2 separate regions of the Mus musculus genome follow, and region 1 is linked to region 2. A link is a contact called in public Hi-C data. All regions are on one chromosome and are shown on one strand. Each heading gives the region's core, a stretch centred on a gene start, on an enhancer-like site or on the middle of the called end of the contact. The rest is flanking DNA. Distances are from core to core; before and after follow the strand shown.

Region 1 (5,119 bases), core at 437-2,936, 700 kb before region 2:
TAATTTCCCATTCTACTTGTGATCCATTTTCATATTACTTAGAGCATGTGAATGCTGGGCAAGTGCACAATAGTCAGGGTGCAGACATCATTATTTTTACAAAGGAAGAAGGCAGGCTCCCCATTTTTATCATATTCCCTAGAGGTCATATTTGGTAGGTCACATACTCCTTATGTGATCTACCTCATGTGACCAATGCCACCATGCATTTCCACATTGTTTTCTTTTAGCCATTTTCACTAGTAAGAAGATGAACTCAGAAGATTGTCTTCTACTTTTAGGGCTATGACTACAAAACATCACAAATCTGTTGGCTTAGACCAAGAAAATATCTTTCCTCACAATCCTGGAAACTTGAAATCTGCAACACAGCTGCCCTGAGTTATTTCCTTTTGAGGAGGCAGTGAGGAACCTTTTCCAGGCTTTTCTCCTCTGCTTAGAGACAGCCCATTGCTTAATGATTTTAACCCTCCCTCTACACATGTCTGTTCAAATTTTCTCCTTTTTAAGGATGTTGCTCACATTAGATTATGCCTACATTAGTGACCTTCTTTTCACTTGACTCCATTTGTAAAGGCACTTTTTCCAAAGAAAGATGCACCCTAAGGGCCTGGGTTTAGGACTTCCACACTGTAATTACTATATTATAATTTTCCTGCCATGGGGGCAAGGTACAGCATAATGCATAATGGTTGTTTATTCTACTTTGTCTTGTCTCTTTATAACTAAATTTTAGCTCCTCCATGACAGAATTGCCCTAAGGATTTCGATATGGCATCTACAATCAATGCAATTCAAATGCATATGAAGTATTTATGTAGTAGTAGAGACAATATAGTTTTTTAAATCAAATGATTCAAAGACAAATACAAAAAACCCAGGTCTGTAAACCTTGCCTGTGATTTCAGAAACAAAAGTAATCATTATGAATAGATACAGTGGCAATACAGATGTGAGAACACATGACACATTTCGAGCATAATAGGGTATCCAACAAGACTTCACAGATTTGAGAGTATGTTGAGCCAATTGAGGTGAGCACAATGATGAGACTAGCTTTGGGGTGACCTAAGGAACATTTCCCACCAACCTTATAGTTAATGCACCTTGTCTTAGAGACATTCTGTTAGCTTGGCTGCTAGCATCCTCGAAGTGTGCTGCTCCCTAGAAAACCTCAGATGCACTCCTCATATGTAAAAAGGTGTTTCTGGAAGCTGTGAAGATGCACAGGTGGCCAGATACTCCCTTGATGAAGAGAAAAATTTGTGCATGGACTCAGCTTTGTCTGAGTTCTGTGATACTCTCATGGAGCCTCCTAGACAGATTCCTGAACTAACTCTTAGAATTATACAAATGGAACCTTATTTTTCTCTTAAAAATGCCAATTCTCTTCTCTTGTTTCATGTTATTGTTAGTTAAGCTTTCCTGTTAGAAGAAAAGCATTTATTTATTGGATCAGCTGGCACTGATGTGGCTTGCAGATGCTATTGTACGTGGGTACCACTGTCAGTTTTGCTGAAGGGATAATTTACTCTCATAAGGAGAAATCATGAGCTTTTTACATATACTTAAATTTCTGTGACATAATCTGCTTAAATTTTGACAAGATGTTTTAGAGCACAGGGGTGGTTAGCAGCTTGGCTGTTTGACACAATAGTCTTCCTTTGTCAAACAGAGTTGGTTTCATTTATGACTCAAAGTGAAAAGACATGGTCCTAAAGAAAGTTTCCACATTTTCACACTGCTCATGCATATTTGAACTTGATTTTGCTTAGCACCCAAATGAACAACCCATGGGAGGACTTGATTTTAAACCATTAATTGCCACTGAGTTTTAAACCCATCATAGGAGCAGACAGAAAGAACATTATCATGAATCATAAGGATTCGCTGCAAAATGCATCCATGTTGTCACTGAACTGGTTAAGGTCAGTGAGGCAGCACTAAATTGTTGTGACATTTTCCCAGCCCCACTATTACCTGTCAAATTGGAAAAAAAAAATATCAAGGCATCAGACAAGCTTGAGTATTGATGTGCTCACTCTAGTTGTTAATTGAAGTAAATGGATAAGCTCCTCTGTCCGCAACAACAAACACATCTGTTCACTGTTGTTGTTTTGTTTTTAATCTCCTTAACCTTGTGCTTCTTATCAGTCTCTGGGATGTGAAAATGCTCTTTTTTCTATTCACGAATGATGATGTCTCTTGTGTTTGTTCTACACTTTAAAAATATGCTGACAATGTGAAACGTGGAATACTGTGTGAACTTATTTCATGTTTGGCTCATTATGGATTGAGTTATATAAAGTAGGACATGAACAAATTACAAAAGCCAGAACAAGCAGAGTCACTAATAGTCTTATATAACTGCAAACACTCTACATCTGCTTTAATCCATCATCCTCTTGCCTCTCACAAAAAGAAAAATAGCTTCTCTCTCTCTCTCTCTCTCTCTCTCTCTCTCTCTCTCTCTCTCTCTCTCTCTCTCTCTCTCTCCCTCCCTCCCTCCCTCCCTCCCTCCCTCCCTCCCTCTCTCAATATCTTTCTGATTTTTAAGTACAAAAAAGTTTTCCAAATTATAAACTGAAAAGAGGACATTTAATGAGAACGTGGCTTAAAATGAAAACAGGAAATCTCTGCTTTCATTTGAGTGACTCTATTAACTCCTAAAGTGCACTGCAGACAGTGATAGAGCAGAGTAATGCCAAATCATTTGCTTGAGAATGGTGTTTATTGCAATATTTCATTGGCATGAAAATAAAGAATTTATCCCCAATGTTATGCTACATACTAGAATTTTCTTCTATGTTTGTAATGGAAAGACTAACAGCAGTGTAGAAAAAATAAACAAATCAAAATAGCAGCAACTTATTTAATTATGTTCATCTGAGAATTCTGGGTACATCAAGAATATGTTTGTGAGAGTGGGGAGATTAAATATATCGAACGTCAGTGCTTGCTATTTGCTATGGAAGTCACATTAATGAAGAGAGAGGTTTTCTCCTACCTATATTTAGAACTTCTATTGAAGGATAGAAGAGCAACAATCCTGAAATGGTTCCATGCTTGCAAAATATTTGTCCCAAGCATTATGAAGCCTCAGAAAGTACAAAGGCAATTAAGATTCACTAATACAATGTGTGTTAGTTTGCAAAGTAAAATAAAACAACTCAAAGACACTCACAAGAGAGAATGAAGATGAAAGTGGAGAGCTGCCTTCCTGTGTTTTAATGAATTGCATTATTGCAGCATTGTTCTAAATTGCCCAACATTAAAGTCCTGTTGACACTACTGATGAAGAGGGCAGAGACAGCATACTCAGCCTTGTCTATCCTCACCCCTTTTCCCCTTTATGCACTCTGTATTGGCATATTTCCCCCTTCCAGAAGGATCTCCTGAGCTTCCCAAGGCTGTGCCTGGAACTCCAGATTGTGGCCTTTGTAAATAACGTACATAAAGAAGGGCTGTTAAACTCTTGTTGAGTTATTTTTGTTTTGCACTTTGCACCTTCAGTGAATACGGGAACTACTCCCACACCATTTCCTGACAAACCAAATCTTGCTGTGAAGGCTGAAAACGTTAGTCAGTTGCACCCTATTTTTAGGACTTGTAATGAAGAGAAAATGTAGTGTTATAACACCCATCCAAATGCTGGCGCCCCAGTAGACAACTGCAGAGTTTTAAGAGCTAATGTAGACAATTTATACAGAAAGAACTAAATTATGACCAGTTCTGCAAATAAACAGACAACAGATCACTGGGAGTTGTGATGGAAGTTAGTCGTGGTTTGGAAACGCCAAACTTGGTGCTACTAAGAATCACAGATGGCCAAAAATAGCAGTAGCAGATACTTAAGAACTGGACTTGGAAAGATTATAATGTTAGTGTTAAACAGGAGAGTAGAAATAAGGCCAAAAATCTTTGCTATAGCTTTAAAAATTGCATTTCTAAATGCCTAGGACTTTCCAAGTAATAATAATGCCTAACTTTCACTAAGTGGCTACTGGGAACCCAGGTACTGGGTTCACAGTATATATTTGTGAACCCTGAAGAAGATGGTAGTAGTATTAATCTTTTTAAAAAATTGATTAAGTCCAATACAGAGTGATTAACAGGGCCAATGGACCCTGAAGAAGATGGTAGTAGTATTAATCTTTTTAAAAAATTGATTAAGTCCAATACAGAGTGATTAACAGGGCCAATGGATTATATCCCCCGAAGAGAAAACATGGAGAGCAAGATTACATACCCTGAGTGTATTCTGATATACCTATTACCATGGAGACGGCTCTCACAGCTTTCTGTTTTACTCTTCTGAACTTCATATTCCTCCCCATCTAGAGAAAAGTGGGTACAGATGTGAAGCAGTCTATGGGAGGGACCATGTCTCATCTATAGAAGGCCGAAGGTTATTGGGATTGCACAGATGTTGGCCTATGGGGAGTGAGAAGTCAATGATATTTATCTTTTGACACTAAGTCTATCAGTTTCAATCAGTGGCTTTATAAACTTAGCCCCAGATATTCTCAGAGTTCTAGATCTGATAAAAGTCCCCCTCCTTCAATATTTCTCTCCATATATTTGCTTAGAATCTAAGCTCAAGTTTCTGGTTTGCTATACTCCATGAACCATTCCAGGTCCCTGTGAGGCATTGTCATAATGCAATCATGTGTTCAGATATTTATTTCTGACAGGTTATGTCAACTGTTTCTTCCACTGAAACTTTTCCACTGTTATGAGAATGGCATTGGAATTATTCAGGCATCTGAGAAAAATTAAGGAAAATCTGAGTTGGGAATATTTTTTTGGTAGATTGGATTATTTTTAGGCCACTAGTCACAGCTTCTTCTTTGTTACTGTTAGTTGTGTAAGTAATTTGCAGTGATGTCCTGCCCCATCCCTTATCATTTGGATTTATGATTCAATTATGGAGGCTAAATCTCTACGTGATCATGAGTGTGCTACAATGCCAGCACCACAGCACCATAAGCATGAGATGTCTACAGAGGTGAGCATCCATGGGATCAAGCAACTGACTTATGTTTGGGGTGTTGTGATGCTTGGGGGACAAACAAGTTTCAGTCATAACTTGTTATAGGTTATTTGTAGATGGGCATCT
Region 2 (4,558 bases), core at 1,158-3,657:
ATTGTGGTTTTCTAGTTACTCGGTTGAGATTTAGCTGTCATTGTGCATTTTGCATTGTAGACAATGATTGGCTTCTTCCCCTTTTACTCAACTAAAATACAAAGCTTGGGAGGGCAGAACAAGTCTCTTGGGACAGTCGATTTAGAAATAGATTACAACAGGATTTGTCAAGGTCACTTTGATGTTCCACTCCTCAGGAGAGAGATAAGATCATGAAAAATGTTCCCCAATTTCTATTCAAAAAGAAAGGAAGAAGACAACTTCCTTTTCCTACTTAGGTCCCTTAACTAAATTGAATTAAACAAAGACATTTTGAGTCACAATCAAATTCAGATGGAGAAAATTGGAGGCAGACTAGGGCCACCCATGAGTTGCTTAGATAGCCTTTAATGTTCAAAGCCTACAGTGTTTTAAACTAGGGAATTCTTTTGTCTCGTCTTGTGTTGAGACAATGTGGATGTTTAGCCCAGGCTGGTCGGAGACACAGATCTATCCACTTCAGCCTCCCCAGTGCAGAAATTGCATTCATACGACACCATGCCAGGATAAAATGATTCATTTCCACACTTTTATGAATGGGATACATTATGCAACTGATAGAAGCCCTGTGTGAGAAAATCCCAAACAGGGTGTCCTTTAACAGTTCCTTAGACTCCTGCTGAGTGAAAATGGTACTCTAGAAAGTGTGAACTACCAATGAAGCCTAGTGGATATTCTGGAACTGAGGCAACGCTGGTCTGCTAGCCATTGCATGGAAGAGAACGAGACAAAGAGTAACTAATTGAGCTGCCAGTACCAAGAGAAGTAGAGTTGCGTGTATGTGCTGTATATGCTGGTGAGAGCCACGGGCTTGAATGATTTGCCACCTGTCCTTCCTGAGCAGTTTATTTTGGGGTGCTTTTAACCTCAGAGACAGATGTGGATGGGGAAAGGACCCAATTTCTGGGACCTGGAGGCTCCTGGCAGCCTTTTGAGCAAGTCAGAGACAGGCATTTCACCTCAGTTTGTTTCCTTCACGTGGGAGGTGAGAGACAGTGAACTCTTCAGCCTCACTCAGATTCTGTCATGGCTTTAACCCAAGGAGAAAGCATGGTGTTCGCATGAAGACAATTATTTGAAAAGTGTGTTATGATCATGATCAATATTATATTACTGAAAGGTATCATTACGGAATGAATATTAACCCACTTCCCAGGTAGGGGACCATGATTGCCAGTCCAAAATGTCATTCCCAGAGAGAAACTAATATCCTGATTCTGGTTCTAAAGCTAGGTATGTCTTATCTTTCTAAAAATGAAACTAATCTTTGAGCTCTGCCATCTCCCAATCACAGCCAAGACAATGATACAGGTCTAGTTGTCCTGGACATTGATGGCTGAACAATGTCTTCTGCCCAGTTTTCCAGATCACACCCACACCCACCCCCACCCCCCAGCAGTCACAGTATGTTCTAAGAATTTAGAACCAAACCATCTGCATCCTGAGATGCCTCCTTCCTTTATTTTCATGTTCTTTGGCTTCTTCTCTAAACTAAGAATCTGAGTCCTTCCAATGCATGCTTCAAGTGCCAGCTGGGTAGCTGGCTCAATGCACCATGATCATTACATTACTAATCTCTATGCTGGCTGGAGTCTAGGTCATTTGTATATGCTTATCATGACCCTTTAAAGAGATAAGAGCTTAGTTGTTTCTGTTTGAGAGGAGAAAGGAAGGAGGTGACAAGGAGGAACAAAGTGTTCAGTGACTTAGTGGCCTTGCATGGTTCCAGCAAAAAGTCAGTTTCATGCATGCTAGAATTGTACTCCGTGCCTGCTGAAGTTAGCAAGGCTCGATCTTCTTCTTTAGCAAATTCCTCTGGGTATACTGTTTGCCTGCATCATGTGGAGAACAAATTTTCATCAGGACCCAACTTGTGTAGTGACTGCAAAAAAGTAGGCAATACAGAAACATGCCCCACAGAATCAACAAGCCAGGACTCACAGAGACTGTATAGATATGACCTAGATCCACAGCTTGTGTATTATAGTTGTATAGATTGGCTTTGTTGTGGAACTACAAACAGTGGGAGTGGGACTGTCTCTAACTCTTTGTCTCATCTTTGGATCCTTTTCCTCCTATTGGGCTGCCTCATCAGCCTTGATATGAGGATAAGTTCCTAATCTTATTGCAACTTGATATGCAATGTTTGGTTGATATAGCTGGGAGGCCTGCTCTCTTTTTGAAGAGAAAATGAAGTAGAAGCCTGTCTGGGGGAAGATGGAAGAAGGGACTTAGAGGAGGAGAGGGAGGAGAAACTGCACTTGAGAGGTAATATATGAAAGAAGAAAGAAAATAGCAGGTGGTGTGTATAGATTCTTGAGGTGAGGGGGAGGAAACTAAGGCATCTGGAAATGACTGCACTCAGCAGCCTGATGAGAGTGACACATTTGCCTCTCCACTCACCCGCCAGGAAACTCAGAACATGGCTCAGACCTTATGGCTATTCCCCATCAGAAATGTTAGGAAGCAGAAAGAAAGGGGAGAGCTTGAAGACCTGGTGGGAGCTCCAGACTGGAAGAGATGGAGGCAGCAACCTTACTGCCCAAACTGAAAACATTGGAAAGGGTACCAAAGACGTGTAGTTGTTAGATTTTAGGGTGCCAAAAAAAGTTCACTGAGCTCTGCCAACCCAGCTGTCCACAGAAGCTTTGGTTTTCTTAAGAAATGAAAACTGCAAACATCAAATTTCCTTGCCTCTTCTCCTCCCTAAGGCTTGCCCTTTAGTGTCAGCAAGCCTGGTCTGGGGTCCCTATGAGGCTTCACTGTGCTGCTGGTAGGCTTTTCTGGGAGAGCACAACTTCTTTAGGGGTGGGTTTCGCACAGAAAAGCTGCTTGTTGTGCTTAGAAGAGGAAATAGAAATAAATAGGATTTCCCGCCCAAGAGAGAACGTTCTTGACGGATTGAAATCACATTGTTGGCAGGTCTAATCCTGAGTCTTTTTATTACCTTGTGTTTTGTTACACAAGGTCCAGATTCCCTCTGTATCTTTAGGTGCTTTAGCTAAATCATGTGTGATTGTCAAGCCTAAGGTGTTTCATGAGCCAAGAGAAAGGGATTCTAAAAATATAGCACATCTGAAATTAACTTGATGGTTGTCCCTGATTTTGTCCGGCATCCAGGCAAACTTCTTTCTCTAGCTCACTGGCTTTGTCTCATTTCCCAAAGCAAGGATGAGAAACACCCTTTCATGTTGCTTGGGCCATTCAGATGGTGAGGCCAATATGCAAATGGGCACATGTACCAGCGACCTGAACCATATCAGAGAGGCTAATGGAGTTGACATGTACTGTGATCCTTTGTCAAAGACCCTTCCAGTCTTTTCAATTAACTTCCATTTGTTTTTAATAGGAGTTGTGATGATAGGGGGACTATACATGTGTTCTCATGGTGCAGAAACTGCAGATAATAACACTTGACTCATTACCGAACATTGTCAAATGCATTATTATAGTTGATCCTCTTGATAATGCTTTGTGGTATGGATTATTATCCCAGTTTTATTGAAGAGGGCTGTGAAGACCTCCACTCTGAAAGGTTAAATGGATTTCATGATCTCCTGCAGTGTTCAGGTGATACAGCTGGGACCACAATCCCATCCGACCCCACTCTACTGTAGGAGCTAGCCCAGTGCTGGCACTGTGAAATTTTAAATTTCAATCTGAATGGCCTTGTAATGTTTTCATATTTTGTTGTCACTGGCTGTCCAACCTAAAATACTTTGGCCATCTTGTCCACTTTTTAAATTCTTTTGTGATGGTCTTTGCAAAATAAATGAGGAATGATAGTGACAGCCATTGTAATCGCCAACATCTATGAATGCTTCTTAAGCATTAGAGACTTGCTGTACATTTTATTCATATTGTTTTCTTTAATGTTTGCAATAATCTTTTGATTAAGTGTGCCTCCTCTATATATATCTTATTCACAAAAGTCATCACTGAGCTTGCAGATTTTCAGTATCAGAGCCAAGATTTTCCATTGATGTGGTCCGATCAGCTACCTATTGTCTGGTATTGATCAGATTTGCTCTAGGTGCTCTTGGACATACCCTGACAATCATTTTAAATGAGATAGTTCTGATGGGACCTCTATGATACGCCAATATTCCTAGTCAACAACCTGCAAATTCTCTTTCCATATTTATTATAAAACTGGATTACAAATAAGTTACAGATAGTCAGATTTTCATCTACTTTTTTCTGCATATTTGTATCTGTTTCATATCTTGCTTCAGTGGCATCTTGCTACCAGTGAAACTTCAGTTCAATACAAGGAACTAGTGATTTCTCTAGCAATAACTTTTTAGGAGATGTAAGTGGGGTCTCTTTATAGAAGGTTCTGTCTTATAGAAATCACATAACATTAGTCCTCAATAAGTTTGTGCCACTAACAGTGAAATAAATCAGCCAGAGGCTCAGGAGACAATATGAAACTGCAGTCTCCATGCCTTTTTATACTGGTGTGGATATGCTATGTGAATGCACAAATACATGCATGTGTGTGCATGCTTGTGTGCAT

What was found. A called contact is a pair of places that touch in the nucleus more often than the background predicts.
Region 1: a Hi-C map of Th1 cells shows a contact between it and region 2, with 5 times the contacts expected there. The contact joins two enhancer-like sites. A contact is called at or near these places in 1 of 15 datasets of contacts at CTCF or cohesin (pro-B cells), 4 of 484 Hi-C or Micro-C datasets (CD4 T cells, Th1 cells and cerebral cortex) and 3 of 115 datasets of contacts at active chromatin or transcription factors (DN3 thymocytes, T-cell acute lymphoblastic leukemia and neural progenitor cells).

The regions. Positions count from the first base shown.
Region 1 is chr4:7,594,743-7,599,861 of GRCm38.p6, reverse strand. All of the region lies in intron 3 of Gm33752 (a long non-coding RNA gene), which reads left to right. Among named protein-coding and RNA genes, the nearest start is that of 8430436N08Rik, 37 kb to the right of the region's middle. Within about 2 kb of position 1,686, at least 6 of the 459 cell types and tissues checked have an H3K27ac peak or open chromatin away from gene starts, as enhancers often do. A contact at or near this core is called in Th1 cells, where this site is marked.
Region 2 is chr4:6,893,955-6,898,512 of GRCm38.p6, reverse strand. The region is part of intron 1 of Tox (thymocyte selection-associated high mobility group box); the gene reads left to right. Among named protein-coding and RNA genes, the nearest start is that of Tox, 95 kb to the left of the region's middle. Within about 2 kb of position 2,407, at least 9 of the 459 cell types and tissues checked have an H3K27ac peak or open chromatin away from gene starts, as enhancers often do. A contact at or near this core is called in Th1 cells, where this site is marked.